Regions from separate parts of the Delphinus delphis genome. Here region 2 is linked to region 1. A link is a contact called in public Hi-C data. All regions are on one chromosome and are shown on one strand. The core of a region is the stretch at or near the end of the contact, and the rest is flanking DNA. Distances in the headings are between cores, read along the strand shown.

Region 1 (2,950 bases), core at 185-2,684:
GCTGCTTCTCCGCCTCAGCCCGCCGCTCGCTGCGTTTGGCCAGCTCCCCTGACTTCAGCTGTGGCGGCTTGCCGTCAAAAACGTACACGGGCTTGATGCCGTTCTCCATCATTCGGATGGTGCGATAGAACATGCCCATCAGGTGGCTGGTGGTCTCACCCTCCTCATTCTGCAGCACATCCCCCCCTTGGCGAACAGCTATTAGGAACTGATAAATGCTCATGGAGGCATCGATAGCCACCTTGCGGCCAAAGTAGCTCTTGATGTCATTCTCCCGGATGGCACTGGGGGCCACGTCGGCAATCAGTTTGGCCAGTCCTTGAATTCCCATAGCAATACAGAGGGACAGCTAAAAGAGAAAGGCAGGTAAGACAAGGAGGAACTTAAAGGATGCAAAAGGAGGAAGGGTCACCAGGGGTGCTGTCTCACCCACTTCACGGCCTCGGCTAAACGTATCTAGCGCAACAAAACGACACCAAGTCAGCACCTCGGAAGATGAAAAGAACAAGACAGGCTCCCATCGTCAGGAAACGTACAGTCTAGTAAGGAAGTCCTCTCAATTCATACTAAGGCCTCCTGAGAGTTAACTAACAGACAAAAACCCCGACAAAGATTAAGTGCTCCGTAAACGTTTTCCCTGCAGAACCCACTCGATCCTTTGGCTCGTGCCTCAAGCTGCCTGCTTTGCTAGAACGTGTACCGAGGGGACAATGCCTCGTTAGCCGGGGCATCCTCCCCCTGCGTCCGACAAACGCAGGCAGGAAAGGGATGTGAACGAGTGTAGCTCAAAACAATGTCTCCCCTCCAGGAGCTTAGTCACAATACACAACGACCTCATGAGCTGGGAATTATCTTCTTTCTACAAATGATGAAAGAGGCTCGGAAGTTAAGCGACCGGCCCCGGGCTCAGAGCGGGAAAAGTGGCGGGCCCGCCTGACCGCGAATCCCGCGCTCGCTCCGCCCCGCCCCCGGCAGCCGCCGGCCTTCCCCAGCACCCGGGGCAAAACGGCCCGCCGCTCTCGGAGACGCTTCCGGAAGGGCTCACCTGGCCTCTGGAGCGCTCCGGCGTGGCCCAGGACAGATCTCAGCCCAACTCGGTCCTCAGCCCCGCCGCCTCCTCCGCACTAGCCGCTGATACACTCTAGCTCCGCCGCCTTCCAAAGCCCGCGCTCCCGTCACGTGACCTGCTGCGGCGCACAGCCTCCTGGGAAGTGTAGTACATGCCCCGGCCCTCTCGGCCAGCTTCTCTCACGACAAACAGTCCCGCCAGGGTGAACGGACTCGCTCAGCGAGCCGACCCTACCCTTCTCTACCGCTTGCCCCCACTCCACCCCGGTCGCCCCGCAGGCCTCAGATCCCGCCACACCCGAAACCACACGACTACAAATCCCACAATGCCACCTGTGCAGCTGCACTTCCTCTTCCGGCTGAACAGCGCGCCTGCTCCTGCCGACGTGTTCTTCCGGTGGCTGAGCGGCGGATTACCCTGTGTCCGGCAAAATGGTGAGAGGGTTGAGGGGAGTTCCGGATGGGACTTCGGGGACCCCTCGGGGCCCGTCCCGCGCCCTGTTTTTTCTCGCAGAAGCCTCAGATGTCCAAGGTCCAGAGGGCTGGAGGCTCCTGGATCCTTCGGCTTGGGCTGAGGGGCGGGGAAGGGAAGCCCCTTGCCGTGGACTCCTTAGGCTGAGGTTTTGATGGCATGGGCTTCTGATCTAACGATTTATAAGGATGAGGAGCATGGGGAGCATTTCTAATACCTTCGAGCTTTTATCTCTGTTACTTGTGATCAATCTGTTACCCCTGTCTGGAAAGTTTTTCCCGCCTGCCGAACTCGTACTCATACTACACGGTCCCGGGCAAAAGTCACCTTCTTGATGAAGTACTAACAACTGTCTCGGGCACTTGTCCTCTTTCTCCTGGGAGCCCCGCAACCTATGTACAGACCTCTTGCCACGTGTCATGGACTTCTTTGTTATTTGCCACGCCTCCTAGTGACCACCATCTGACGTGCCTCTGGCCCTGGGATGATGTCTATTCATCTTTGTATTTCCAGTGCCAAACACTGGGGCCGGCAATTGGAGGCTCAATCAATGGCAGCGATTGTCTTTATCATTTTTAGGGGGGCATAAATGTTTACTGAATTGAATTCCAGTGTCTCTGAGAACAATGAGGTCAATTTACTTCTCTAGAGTTGTTGTGTTCTGGATTTTAGAAGCGTTGGCTGGTGGGTGACAATGGAAGTTAACATTTGTACAGAACTTTACGTTTACAGCCCTCTTTCACAAGCATTATCTCATAATCTTCCCTATAACCTTGGGAGGGAAACAAACACCTATTGAGCAACTACTCTATGCCAGGCAGTGAGTTAGACGCTATTGCGTTTGTCGCCTTTCTTAAATCATACGTCAGCCTCGTGAGAGAGTTATTATTATAATCACTTTACTGAGGCTCATGTTATTCAGTAGAGCCAGAATTTTATTTATTTTTTATTTTTAAAAAATATTTTTTACTTGTTTACTTACTTATAATTTATTTTATTTTTGGCTGCCTTGGGTCTTCATTGCTGCGCTTGGGCTTTCTCTAGTTGCAGCAAGTGGGGGCTACTCCTTGTTGCAAGGCCTGGGCTTCTCATTGCGGTGGCTTCTCTTGTTGCAGAGCCTGGGCTCTAGGCACGCAGGTTTCAGTAGTTGTGGCATGTGGGCTCAGTAGTTGTGGCTCGCGGGCTCTAGAGCGCAGGCTCAGTAGTTGTGGTGCACGGGCTTAGTTGCTCCACGGCACGTGGGGTCTTCCCGGACCAGGGCTCGAACCCGTGTCCCTTGCATTGGCAGGCGGATTCTTAACCACTGCACCACCAGTGAAGCCCCAGAATTTTAAGTTATGTCTTTTGCCTGTAGGTCCTGAGATTCCTTAATTGTGTAATGGGAAGAATACAAGATTAGGAGTTGAGATC
Region 2 (2,950 bases), core at 136-2,635, 250 kb before region 1:
GGCTGCCATCCTTCTGGATCCCCCCAGTCCCTCTGTCCCAGAGCTCAGTCAGCCCTGGCTAAGGGCAGGAACACAGTTTGAGGCTAGGAAAGAGAAAAATGTTAAAGGAAGACAAAACACTTTGTTGCTATGGAAATCAACAACTTGCTCTTTTTTTTTTAAAAGTATTTGTTCAAAATGGCAAAGTGGGCGAAAGCTTCTTTCACAAAGTGCAAAAAGGTGTTTGGGCTTCTTCCACGAGGAAGTTTGTTTTCAGCAGCCTCAGCCTGGGTATTTAAAAAGGGTCATTGTCATTAGATCAGAGGTGACCCTGTGAAAGGAGGGATCAGTGTAAGAATGAGGGTCCTGGGAAAAGCAGCAAAAATCTCTTCAGCCCCTGCAAGAACCTGGGCACAAACCCAGAGCACCCTACATCCCACCAAGGGCGAAGGGTGCTTGTTCATTTTCGTCTCCCAATACTTCTCTCACATCATACACCAGACGAGGGCCCCACGGCCCTCCTTCACAATACCTGTTCTTTTGAGGGTGCAGGAAGTCGGGCACCTAACTGTGACCTCGCCTCAGCAAAGAAGGGTCACAACAGTTGCTTTCTTTAAAGAGTCCTACTCCGTGCTTGGACGGAGCATCATCTCATTTAATTCTCACCACAACCTCAAGGAGACCCTCGTGCAGATGAGCAAATCGAGGCAAAGAGAAGTTAAGTCAAGGGCAAGGCCTGGATGTAAATTGTGCTCTTAACCACAAGCTTTGCCGCCTATTCCATTTCAACCTCGGGAAGGCAGGGGCCAAGTTCTGGCTCTGGGCGCCCCAGAGAAGGCCACTGTCAGTGAACGTGCTTGGGAAATGACAAGATCAGGGGTAGCAGTGGACTCCAGAAATGGTCACTTTAAAATGTTGCTCAGCCGATGGGGGAGGTGTTGAGCGAGAGTTAACTGTACAGAAATGCCATCTGGCATAATTCCGTCACACAACCCGGTCGGTGTGCGCTTCCTGCGCGTCCAAATCAACAAAGGGCCTCCTGGGCACAAAAGAAGGTGCTAGGCACCGGGAGGGGGAAGGGACGGGGTTATTCTCTAGGATGGAGGGTGGGGGTCATCTCTGGCCCCAGGACCAAGGCAGGTCACCTCGTCACTTGGAAGAGGTGATCCATCCACTGCCAGGCCGCAACGGGGGGTAGAGGGTCACGCCCCCGGTCCGGGGCTGGAGGAAGGGGTAACAAATCGCTAACTACCCCCCCACCCCCGCCGGTCGCCCGCGCGCACTCACTCGACTGCACCGCGTCTCCTAAGTGCTGCTCCGATCCAAGTCCGACGACCTTCCCAGCACAAATCTCAGCCCGCCCAAGTCCCACCGCTCCCGGCCTCCAAAGCTCGCGGCTGCAAGGAAGCAACCGGGCGGTGCAGCGCGGGCCAAACCTACGATTTTCAAAACTGAAGGCTCGACCAATCCCCGGCAAGTTTGTCTGTGCGGCTGCAGAAACCTAAGCCAATCAAGTAAAAGGAAGCACCAGTCCGGCCATCTATTGGCTACTTGGATTGGCAATCTGCGGGACTAAGAGGCGGGGAAAGGAAGCTTTGAAACTTTAACCCGAACAGCTTCCGGGAACGGCGGCGCGCGGCCTAGAGAGTGAGTCGCCCGCGGTGGGGGTTGCGCGCGCAGGACCTCGCACGCCGGAACTACACGTCCCAGCGTGCACTGCGAGTGCCCTAGGGGACGTGGGAAGTGCGTGGGGCCTTAAGTCGCGGACCTGGAGGTTGTGCTCTTTCTGGGAGTCTTATGCTTTGCCATTGCCATTACTTCACCCAATTTGTCCTCTATACGAGACTCTGCCACTTTTGAGAAATAATACTTGCTATAGACTTGATAATGTTTCTTAATGATTTCAACTTAAAATTACAAACTGAAAGAGCACTTACATGCAAAATTTATGATACAGTGAAATCATTTCGATGACAATTAACAATGTTTGAGTCACAGGTAAAGCCAAGTTGCTTACATGCTTCCCACGCTGTCAAATGTTAAAACAAGAATCCAGATCTCTGTTCCCACACAAATTTGCAGGAGGTATATTTTCCAAGCTCAAACTGCAGTTCCAGCATAGTTTTTCAGACTTTGATGCAAATGCAAAGGAAATTTCCATTATTTCAAAATTCATTTAACTGTGCGATCCAGGAGTTTCCACCTAATCTCCAGTTGGGAGTGATTAATCTGCAATGTGATGACCTGCTAAAAGACAAATATCAAGAGAAGAATATAACAGATTCTACAAATGTCTTCCTGCTGATGAATATGATTGATTGAAAGCATCTGCTCAGGGGCGGATATCAGCATCTGGCAGTACGTATCTGTGTGAAAAGACATTTCGAAAAGGAAGTGGGTAAAAATCTCACTGTAGATCTGCATTAACAGATGAACATCGCAATCGAGTTTTAATGATAGGGAACACTAACTGAGCCACAGTTAAGAAAATATTATCCTCCACGCCTCACCCTTATCCCCAAAATAGAATTCTATTGTTATTAGTAGGCATATACCTTTAAAAATTATATTCAATTATTATTACTATATTTTGAATTACATCAATTTTTATAACTGTAGATATTTTTTTCCTCTCTTGTTAGGTAAGTACCTACGTAATATCCGAGATTTTGCCTCTTGGCCCACAAAAGCTGAAAGTATTTACTGTCTAGACTTTATAGAAGTTTGCTTATCCCTACGCAAGGACAACATTTCTGGAACTAAACACGGGTATCCCCTTAGGAACGTGCAACTCAGTCCAGGGGACACGTGACCGCAGCTCCTAGCCACGTAATGATACTTTGCCCACCGGGCAGCTGCCAACGAGAGGCTGCTGGACTGCAGTTAAAGCCCAGCGGGGCAGACAGCGCACGCGCAGCCGAGTCTCCCGCAGGCACGTCAGCGCAGGCGCAGGTGGTGAGAAGCCGCTGAT

The links. Hi-C and Micro-C count contacts between places; a contact is called where the count stands out from the background.
Region 2: a contact with region 1 is called in a Hi-C map of lung, with 7 times the contacts expected there. The contact joins the promoter of INCENP here to the promoter of TMEM258 in region 1. A contact is called at or near these places in 3 of 3 Hi-C or Micro-C datasets (lung and muscle).

The regions. Positions count from the first base shown.
Region 1 is chr8:100,877,108-100,880,057 of mDelDel1.2, reverse strand. It overlaps TMEM258 (transmembrane protein 258), which reads left to right and starts at 1,434. Exons shown (of 4, transcript XM_060019015.1): 1 at 1,434-1,503. The coding sequence starts at 1,501. It overlaps FEN1 (flap structure-specific endonuclease 1), which reads right to left and starts at 1,442. Exons shown (of 2, transcript XM_060019014.1): 1 at 1,402-1,442; 2 at 1-349. The coding sequence starts at 331.
Region 2 is chr8:101,131,457-101,134,406 of mDelDel1.2, reverse strand. It overlaps INCENP (inner centromere protein), which reads right to left and starts at 1,385. Exons shown (of 19, transcript XM_060019024.1): 1 at 1,267-1,385.